Linked DNA regions of Mus musculus: regions 2 and 3 are each linked to region 1. Evidence: chromatin contacts called from public promoter capture Hi-C data. All regions are on one chromosome and are shown on one strand. The core of a region is the stretch at or near the end of the contact, and the rest is flanking DNA. Distances in the headings are between cores, read along the strand shown.

Region 1 (3,341 bases), core at 502-3,001:
TAAGTGTGTCAAAGACCATTGTGACAGTATTATTACCAGCTTACAGACAAGCCAGAGTACTTTATAGCTTCACCCTGTGAAGGAATTGACAGGCCAAACTTAAGGAACACAAGTTTGCTCTGAAGTGTGAAGCATTGGATGGTTTTGAAAACTTTTTACTGTAGATGTTTCTTAGAAAGATTTCTTATAAAGTACCTTTTCATTCTGGGAAATGTGAATTTGGTAAATCCCATAATGTTCTAACAAGTGAGCGGTCTGGCTCCTGTGATTATGAACTATTATCTTCTCCTTTTAAACCTGTTTATCCTGGCCTCAAAATAACATTCGTACCTCTTCCTTTTTAATTCCTGTAAGTTTTCCTGAAGGATAGGTGTCTTCGCTAGTTTTAGGTCAGCTTGACACAGGTTGAAGTTATTGGAGAGGAGGAAACCTCAACTGAGAAAAATGCCTCATAAGACCAAGTGGTAGGCAAGCCTGTGAGATATTTTCTTAATTCGTGATTGATGGGGGAGGGTCCAGCCTACTGTGGGTGGGGCCATCCCTGGGCCAGTGGTCCTGAGTTCTATATGAAAGCAGGCTGAATAAGCCACGATGAGCAAGCCAGTAAGCAGCACCCCTCCATGGTGTCTGCATCAGCTTCTGCCTTCAGGGTCCTGCCCTGTTTGAATTCCTGTCCTGACTTTAGCAGTGAACAGTAATATGGTAGTGTAAGCCAAATAAATCCTTTCCTCCCAAAGTTGCTTTGGTCATTGTGTTTTATCACAGCAACGAAAACCCTAAGACACTAGGATAAAATAAAGTTCTTAGAATTGCACAAAAACTCTCTTGTGTTAATGCATCTTCTATAGGAAAGTTTAGCATTCATAGATAGGCTAGGCTAGTGCAGTGGTTTTCAACCTGTAGGTCATAACCCCCTTTGGTGGACCACATATCAGGTATCTTGCACATCATATATTTAACACATGATTCACAACAGTAGCAATATTACAGTTATGAAGTAGTAACAAAATAATTTTATAGTTGGGAGACAACACAGCACGAGGAACTGTACGAAAGGGTCACAGTGTTAGGCAGGTTGAGAACCACTGGGCTAAAGGCTTGTGGCAGAAAATACAGTCATTGGTAGATGAAGAGTTTAAATATTCTACCAAAACACTCAAAAAATTCAGAGGCCACTTTGCATATGTGTTGATGTGACAAGAGAGGCACACAGTACCAATGATAAGAGCAGGGAAGTAATGGGAGAGAACATTAAATCAGCCACAAGTCAGAAGTCTTGTTTTTGGCCATACCGTTATCCATTATCTAGCTAAGTCTTGTGCCTTCACAGAAATGGGTTGTCCCTGTTAGGAACGGGAGGGACTCTAGACCCTTGTAGTTACCATAGCGTCTTTGAATGTGCTTCAAAGGCAAACACAGAAACTACAGAGTCCTGGAGCAAGAAGGGCTGAATTCTGGGTTCCCCGCTGCTTTACCCAAAGCAACCTTACTGTTAATTACTTCATGTCATGGGATTCCATAGGAGACTGTGAGCAAATGAACGGTTCTAGTGCTTACAAGCACACAAGGAGAGAGAGGGAAGTTTGAGAACTGCATGCTGAGCTGAGCTGAGTTGATGCTGGGTTCCTTCTTGCTTTAAGTTCTTGTTCTTAAATTCATCTATGCACTGAAATATGTGTGAGTAGGCAAAGGAAATGCAGTGTGCCCTGAGGAGAATTTCCAAGTTGCTGCACATCAATCACAAGGAATCTGCTGCGAACATGTGGCAAGGTTTTCTGTGATTGGTGTTGTTTCCCTTCAGTGAGTTACCATCTGCCCGGTCCTCATCAAAACATCAATTTCAGCTTAATCCCCTTTCTTCCTCTCTGGTAGTAAAAGGACCTGGCTTACTTTGAAATAGCGCAGAGTTATGATTACGCTTTCATATGCAGGGTGGTTTCCATTTTATTAATATAGAACTCTAGAATACCAAAATGAATTTGATGATTAAGCTCCCCTCTGAGATTCAAAGTCTATAAAACACATTCAAATAAAATATACTAAAATTCATTAAATACAGCGAGGAATTACTATTTGCTAGAGGCAGTGCAAGATGTGGTCTAGGGCATGAAATCTGGTAAGCTTTTGCTTGCAAAGTTGTCTACAGTCTTCAATAAGAAGGCAAGATATCCTATGTAAGTTTAAAAGGCAAAAAGGCAACATCAGCCTCCAGAGGCAAGAAAAGGCCTTGAGATGATGGTAGGGAGAACTTTGATAGGTGTGGGAGAGGGCACTTCTGGTGATGACATTCTAAGAAGTTCAGATGAAACAGAAGAAGCAACTCTTTTGGTGGAAAATATGTATGTTTTATGGAGACTGAGGTGGTATTAAAATTAAAATAGTGTGTAAATGGAAGATAGCACAGGGCCCAAGGTGAGTAGACAGCACAAAGTGCAGGATGCCCCAGTGGCCTAGATAAAAAGTGATGAAGTAGGCTGGTAGCAGGGTAAAAGGTCAAGGGTATGCATGGTTGATGAGACATACACCTGGAACCGACATCCAAGAACTCAAGAGAATAGCCAAAGGTTATAAAAGAATGGGCACGAAGCTTTTAAAACAGTCTGGGAAGAAGACAGTCGATAGTGGTGGCTTAGACTAGTGTGACTGGAGAGTAGATGGAGTTATGTGTACTGGAAAAACATGTGACAGGTGGTACAGCAATGATGTCACTAAGATAGGCAACAACGGATGCAGGTAAGTCACGTATTCAGTGAGAGGCAGCGGGTTTTAAAAAGAGACACAAAAATCTCTCAAAAGGCATTCTATGTTTGAAGCACTTTGAATGTGTGATATTTTGAGAAGAAAGATAAATGTCAATGGGTGAACAGGGCTGTAACAGCAATGGGTAAAAACGATATGCCATATGGGATTTTTCCCCACAGGCCTGCATTGGTGAGGTCGTTTGGTTATGTCTCACAGAATATACAGAAAGCAGAACGGACACTCAATATGAAAGAATGGGAGATATAAACACATCTTTACTGATGTTGTTTGTGGACTAGCTCTCAATGAACAAGTGATGCCTCTTTTGAGATTTTGGCCGGCGGATTTTTCTCTTCATCACAAGCTTGGATGTTTAGAACTCTCTAATGTTCTATTTAGTTCAAGTGGTTGGATGTTGGTACTTTGGCGCCATTGCCAATAATACAGTTCAACAAAACAAACCCTTAAATAGGGTTTAGTTTTTCTCTTTTTAAACATATCTGATTCTCAGTCCAAACCAAGATGCAATTGCTGTGTCTTATGTGTGAGACAAGTGCAATTGACTGACCACCGTTAAGACGACCTCAGTCAGTATATTC
Region 2 (3,341 bases), core at 404-2,903, 170 kb before region 1:
TGACAGGCATGAGTTTCATTGAAGTTGCTATTGGAGTCTGAAAACTGCATCTGTTCTAAAGTACCCTGAAACCTGATTAAAAACAGTATGGAAGTGGCAGCGCGGGGTTTTACCCCAACAGTAGCCGGCCACCTGTTGATTGCCTTAGCTTTTGTTTGATCTTAAGGTATTGATGATATTGAAACATAACAGAGGCTTCCAGTGTTAGGCTTCAGCATCTGTGAGAACAGCAGGTGTATTGGATGGTGTGAAGGCAGCTGGTTGTGCCCTTCCGGTGCTGGGTGCATTTCATGGGGCAATGGTCTAAGTTCATGGTGGTTTCCCCACACAGAGACTCCAGTTAAAATACAGGGAGTGCAGAATTGGTTTGCTTTTCAGTCATCTGTGTGTGTGTGTGCTGCACGTGTATGAGGCCAAGGCTCAATGTTGGCTGTCTTTTTCTCTCTCACACATTTTTATTTTATTTTTGGTTTTGGTTTTCTGTAGACCAGGCTGGCCTGGAACTCAGAGATTCTCCTCCTCTGCTTCCTGAGCACTGGGATTAAAGGTATGTGCCACCACCACTTTTTGGCTCTCACCTTCTTTTAAAGCAGGGTTCTCACCGATCTAGAGATTACTCGTTGGCTGGCCTGGCTGGCCTGCAAGATCCAGAGGTATTGCTGTTGCTGGTTCCTTCGTGCTGGGATTCTGGCCTTTTTTTTTTTTACCTGGGTTGTGAGGACTGGAAGTATGGTGGTCATGTTTACACAGCATCTCTCCTAGCCTCTGTTTTTTAGCAATCTTAACTCCCTGTGTGGTTCATCTAAAAACTGGATTTATAGTTGGGCAAGCATCCATCCTTATTTCTATCATCCTTATTTGTTGAGTTATAAGATACATATTGGCAAGGACAATATTATTTTCAGGCCATGAAAAGAAGGAGTGAGCCTTGGGGTCTATAACACTCATTAAAATGTCCTAGTCTGTACACACATAGCAGTGTTTTCCTCCTAGTCTTTGTTATGGTTTGAACAAGAAGTGTCCCTGCAGGCTCATGTGGGGATCCCATGCCTGGATGTCAGCTGGAATCTGAAGAAGTAATTGGACCTTGAGCTAATCCTTGATAGGTTCATAATTGATGGCCTTATTAGAAGGCGATGAATAGTAGGAGGGAGGGAATCGTGGGACATGCCATGGAAAGACATATGCTGCTACCTGTTCCTTCTCTTTGCCTCCTGGCCTCCACATTGGAAGATGAAAGTTGGAATAAAGAATTAATGAGTTAGCTGAGGAAGTGTATCTTATGAAACACCTACATACTATTAACAGTATAGACACATTAACAAGCCTTAGCATAGTTTAATGCTATCCTGCCTCAACTCAGGCCCAGAGCAATGGGTTCACCCAAGCTTGGACTGAAATCCTTTTTGTGTTTGCATATATGTTTCCAGAGGTTGACATACATTTATTTAGTGGTGAAACTCCAGAAGAACTATTGCTATTAGAAGTTCTAATTTTTCCTACCTTTAGCTCTCTTTTTTCCATCTCTCAGGTGTTCTCAGTTTTTTGAGCTGGGAACTGGAGAACACAGATACCTCTTTGTGCTGTCAAGGGGAGACTGCTACAGTACCTCTTGGTTAGGCACCAAAGCAGGTGGGAGACCCCTCCATACTTTCAACACCAGGATGCCTGTCTCCAACAGGCACTTGAATGACTTAGAATCTTGCAGCATGCATTAGGAATGAGAACTTTGGGTTTTGATTGGCTGGAATGCATCCCATTGTTCCTTTGTCCGAAGTCACAATTGCTACCTTCTAGAACATTAGGTCAAGGTTGGAACAAATGGATTAATGCTGGTCAAGAGCTCAGCTAGCTGCATCAGCACTTGAATCATTAATACTTTTTCCCTAGGAAGATGACCAAACCTTTTCTCTTATCATAACAATATGTGATAACTGCTTATTTGGTTATTTTGCAAGCTGCTTCTTATTCTATTGCTTCTCTGGTGCTCCTGCTGACTAAGATACTATTATAAATCCCAGCAACATCTAATACATAATGAGATGACTATGCAAGGAATAGTGTGGTTTTTAAAAGAATCTCTGACTCCTCTTGACTATCCTGAGTTATAGTTGATCTTGAAGACTGTCCTTTTGTCCATCCTGAATTATAGTCGATCTTGAAGACTGTAATACCTTTCCTCCTCTGTCACACATGGAGGATGAAGGGAGCTGTGAGGACAGAAAGCTAGAGATGGTTGAGGGAGAGTATATTATGAAGGAAATGAAAACCATATGCAGTAACCACAGGCCAGTGTATCATCATAGCATTTGCTTTTATTCCAGCTTCTTCTCTTTCCACCACAGACTCCCTGCTTTTTTCTTCTGTCTATAAAATAAGAGAACACACTTCAGGAGACTCAGGCCATTTCATTTTGATACAGTTGGAATTTTACTTTCTTCTCGTTCACTAGGTCAATTCCAATTCCAATTCCAATGTCCAAATTACGTAGATATCAGGTAAAAGTAAGTGTGCATTTCAATTTTGGACAAAGTGAAAAAAATACCAAGGACTTGAAGAAAGTTAGAAGCAAAAGCTTGCTTGCACTGGCAACACTTGGCTTTGCAAAGGGTTATAAATTAACCGTGGACTATTTATTGTGCCTGCAGGTGTAAGGATTTATCTAGTAAAGGATACTGTAAAATTCATGGGACTGGAAAGATGGTTCAGTGTCCAACAGTATTTGCTGTAGGAACACGAGAACATGAGGTCCTATCTCAGCACCCATGTAAAGAGCCGAGTATGGTCACATGCTTGTGTGGAACTTCAGTGCCGTGTAGAGCAGAGAGAGGAGGAGCCTCCAGCCTTGTTGGCCACCAGCCTAGCTCCAAGTTCAGTGAGAAACTCTGACTGAAAGGAATAAGGTGGAGAGTGATAGGACGGGATATTAGGATGTCCTCTGGCCTCTGAGAGTTCACACACAGATGCTACACATACATACACACATACACACACACATAATTATCAAATGATGTAAGGGAAAGGCAAAAGGAGCAGTGTCTATATTATTTCACACCAGTTCAGTCACCCTGGGTTACGGGAAAGCCAGCGGAATGCCTTGGTTTACAGTCTTCAACTTCTTTGCCAGTAACCCTGTTCATTAAGCAACCTTGGATACAGCAGAAGGCAGGTAACCCAGGGTGTGCAACTTGAAACCCGAGAATCTGGCTTACATTTTCCAGTGGAGAATTTAATTCTTAAAAAAATGATCTAAGTGGTTTTCGCGGTCCAAAGAAGATGGTTTTAATGATGGGGTCTTCTCTTTAGAATGAGGAGGCCCTGCCCAGGTTGTCTGCATGGCT
Region 3 (3,341 bases), core at 407-2,906, 130 kb before region 1:
ACTCTCCAGGTTGGGGGGGGGGGGACTATATTATTTGATTTCGTACCTCCCCATTCCACATCACACTTAACATTTAACCTTGCTTTACAGTTGCTTATCAACATGCATTTGTATTTTCTGGAGCAATAATCAAAGTGTCAGAATGAACAACAGACATTGGTTGACTAGAGAGGACACCCCCAGGATAAAGCCTAGGCTAGAATTTTGTGAAAAGGACCCCAGGAACCCATGGAAGAAACCCAAGACCTAACAAGTGGGATTGCGAGATGTGAAGAAAGTTTCTGCGCATGACAAGTGGGATTGCATGACGTGAGAAAGCTTCTGCGCATGACAAGTGGGAATTGTAAGACGTGAAGAAAGTTTCTGCGCAGAAAGGGGCAAGAGGAAAGCAACGGCCTACACAACAGAAAGAAAATTTTTGCCAGCTATATAGATCAGACAGGGGATTAATATCTAGCCTCTCTAAAGAACGAAGAAAATCAAATACTAAAATACCCCACTTCATCAAATGAACAAGATATTTCCAAAACAACAAACTACAAATAGCTGATACACATATGAAAAAAAATCAACATCCTTAGCCATCAAGGATCAAGCCATCACGTCAAAACTATGCTGAGATAAAAACACATTGCCCTGTAAGAATGGCTGTTCTTAAAACAACAACAACAAAGCCCACAAAGATAAGTCCTGGTGAGGATGAGCCGAGGACACTTGCACACTGCGCTGCAGGGAGTAAAAATAAGCCCAGCAATGGTGGCAGTCAGGATGGAAGCTCCTTACAAAAATAAACTACCGTAATCAGCAGCTATTCCACTCGGGGATAGACCCACGAGAATGAAAATCGCTTTAACAAAGAGACACCTACTCAACCATGGTTAATGTGATACCTCTCACTGTAGGCCAGCTATGGAATTTACCATGGTGTCTCTCAACAGGGATGGCATGAAGAAAATGTGATGGATTTTTTAAATTCTATTCTACAGAATCAAGTTATGCTCATTGCAAGAAAATGGATGGGATTGTACACCCCATTGAGTAAAGTAAAACCAGACACCAACAGGCAATCATTTTCTTTTATGAGAAACCTAAGTTTTATACACACACAGACACACACACAGACACACAGACACACACACACAGAGACACACAGACACACACACACACACACACACACACACACAGGAGAGGGAGACAAGGGCGGGGGATAGGAGGGGTCAAGGGAGTAAGCATGGCCAAAGTGCATGATGTACTTGAACAAGACATTATGAAATCCATTATTTTGCATGATAAATAATACATGAATAAATAATAGTCAAATTGGGAACATAGAGTTAAAGGCATTCCAGAATGGCCAATCAGACAACTTGAAATTCTGCGTAGCTTTTGGAAATCTGGTAGATTTGTGCTGTCGCACAAACCGTCACTACACTGGGCATTCAATGGACACAATAGAGAGACCAAGGAATCCAGAATGCAAATCTGACTTTCTTGCTTTTACACTAAAGCAGTAACTGGCCTTTCTATCGTGTCCGGGGAAGGAGTTTTAGGTGGGAGTTTTAAACCGAGTACTTGCAGCAAGAAAATGCTCCTTTCTTCTGTCCCCAACCTCAGCTCAAACCCTCTGGCCTCTTTCTGGTTGTATGCTGTGCATGAGTCCGTATTTTTTTTTTTTTTTCCTTTGTTTAAATTACAGGATTGCAATTGGATTCTTTGCAGTCAGAGCACTGAAGTGACAGCTGTTTATCATTATCCTCATCAAGGGAATGTAAAATAAAAATAGTAATTTGTCTCTGATCTTTGGGGCAAAAAAAGAGTGGTCTGCAAACATTTAACCTTTTATGTGCGGGTTCATTGATGCTGTTTACAAAATGAGAATAATACTGTAGAAACTTACTTTTTTTTTCTTCCTGAAAAACACAATGGATAGGCCATCTTGCTGCATGTTTCTTTTTCCTACATAGCCTTTGAGAAATCTAATTAAAGCAATAAAAACAACCCTACAAATATGAAGTTTACATATCTTTCTAATGAATTAGTCACACAGTATTTAAGAAACAGACTGTTTTTACAAAAATTTAAAGAAATGATCACATATTTCTGTATCCTAAGGGCTGTGTGCAGACATTTTTTGGGAGAACAGCTTTTCCTTCCACTCTGAGTCCCGGGGATTAAATTTGGGTTGTCAGGCTTGGTAGTAAACACGTTTAACTTTTGAGCTATCTCTGTGCCTCCACATCCCCCAATTTTTCATATAAAAGTTGTAAAGTATACTACTTTAACAGATGAGGGAGTGAAATATTAAATGATAGGTAATTTTCATTAAATCTTGAAGACTCCATTATAGAACTCTGTGTGTGGCCGAGCACCTATTTTTCATGTCTTTTTATTTTCCTTAGAAATTTTTCTAAATTGTTTGATAAGCCTGAGGACCATTGGACCATTCAGAAAGTGATGCTGACAGGAATATGAACATAAGGATACCAAGGTGTGGGGCTCGCTGTGTCTTTTCTCAGCCAAGGAGAATACGGGATAATATCCTATAGATCTATACACACTTTGTTCAGATTATCAAGGTGCTCTCTTTAAAACATTTAATATGATTATACAGTTTACAGTTACTGTAAACAACAGGAAAAAAAATGACTGGACCTGTCATTAGTGAACATAGTCATCATTAATGAAAACACTGTTACCATGGTAATGTACTTTCAGAGTTTTCCAGCCCCACGTTATTGGAAATGTTTTCACTGAAAACTTTTCCTGCTTCCAATCAATTGTCTTTAAGTTTTTAAGGCTCTAAAGTTATGCAGCCACACTGTGCAAAAACCCACAGTGCAGAAAGCCTCAGAGGGCGGTCTAGGTGTCAGCCTGACAATGTGACCTGTACCAGTGAATATTTAGTGTGTGGCATGGAACTGCGAAAGGTATAATGTGTAAAAGCAGAGACCCCCCCCCATGTGAGCTCTAAGCAGGCAGGACATAAAGAAAATTATGAGCCCGAGTCCATGGGTTTGCTACAGGGACCCAGGGCATAGAGGTCCGGGCACAGGCTATCTCTATGGATGGGAACATTTGAAAACAATCTCTGGACTTGGGTGAGGTTTCCAACACCAGGGGCATGGCCATCATTATCCCTCTAGGACTTTGCAGGAGCTTATGGACATTGTAGCCTTTTCCTAAGAAGCTGGGCTTTTGTTTCAGGAGAGTCCAGAGGCACAGCCTGAAAAAGCTGAGTATCAGTGCTGTGGAAATGAAGGCAACCCTTCGCATTCCTGTGACTGAGTCTTCATGTTGAGCCCTTCTTCGTGGATGAGGTAAAGAACCACGGAGGTACAGCA

What was found. Promoter capture Hi-C pulls out the DNA fragments that hold promoters and counts their contacts.
Region 2: a contact with region 1 is called in a promoter capture Hi-C map of cranial neural crest. The contact joins the promoter of 4930558K02Rik here to the enhancer-like site in region 1. A contact is called at or near these places in 7 of 39 promoter capture datasets (the HPC-7 cell line, cranial neural crest, frontonasal cranial neural crest and 3 more), 4 of 484 Hi-C or Micro-C datasets (the AML12 cell line, Th1 cells, cortical neurons and 1 more), 3 of 115 datasets of contacts at active chromatin or transcription factors (the HPC-7 cell line, bone marrow-derived macrophages and fibro-adipogenic progenitors) and 4 of 9 other capture datasets (adipose tissue, liver, macrophages and 1 more).
Region 3: a contact with region 1 is called in a promoter capture Hi-C map of cranial neural crest. The contact joins two enhancer-like sites. A contact is called at or near these places in 5 of 39 promoter capture datasets (the HPC-7 cell line, cranial neural crest, frontonasal cranial neural crest and 2 more), 3 of 484 Hi-C or Micro-C datasets (embryonic stem cells and uterus) and 2 of 115 datasets of contacts at active chromatin or transcription factors (the 230-238 cell line and large pre-B cells).

The regions. Positions count from the first base shown.
Region 1 is chr1:162,151,455-162,154,795 of GRCm38.p6, forward strand. The region is part of intron 14 of Dnm3 (dynamin 3); the gene reads right to left. Among named protein-coding and RNA genes, the nearest start is that of Dnm3os, 64 kb to the right of the region's middle. Within about 2 kb of position 1,752, at least 5 of the 459 cell types and tissues checked have an H3K27ac peak or open chromatin away from gene starts, as enhancers often do.
Region 2 is chr1:161,977,983-161,981,323 of GRCm38.p6, forward strand. It overlaps 4930558K02Rik (RIKEN cDNA 4930558K02 gene), which reads right to left and starts at 1,654. Exons shown (of 7, transcript NM_001204904.1): 1 at 1,504-1,654. The coding sequence starts at 1,524.
Region 3 is chr1:162,022,340-162,025,680 of GRCm38.p6, forward strand. The region is part of intron 17 of Dnm3 (dynamin 3); the gene reads right to left. Among named protein-coding and RNA genes, the nearest start is that of 2810442N19Rik, 19 kb to the left of the region's middle. Within about 2 kb of position 1,657, at least 16 of the 459 cell types and tissues checked have an H3K27ac peak or open chromatin away from gene starts, as enhancers often do.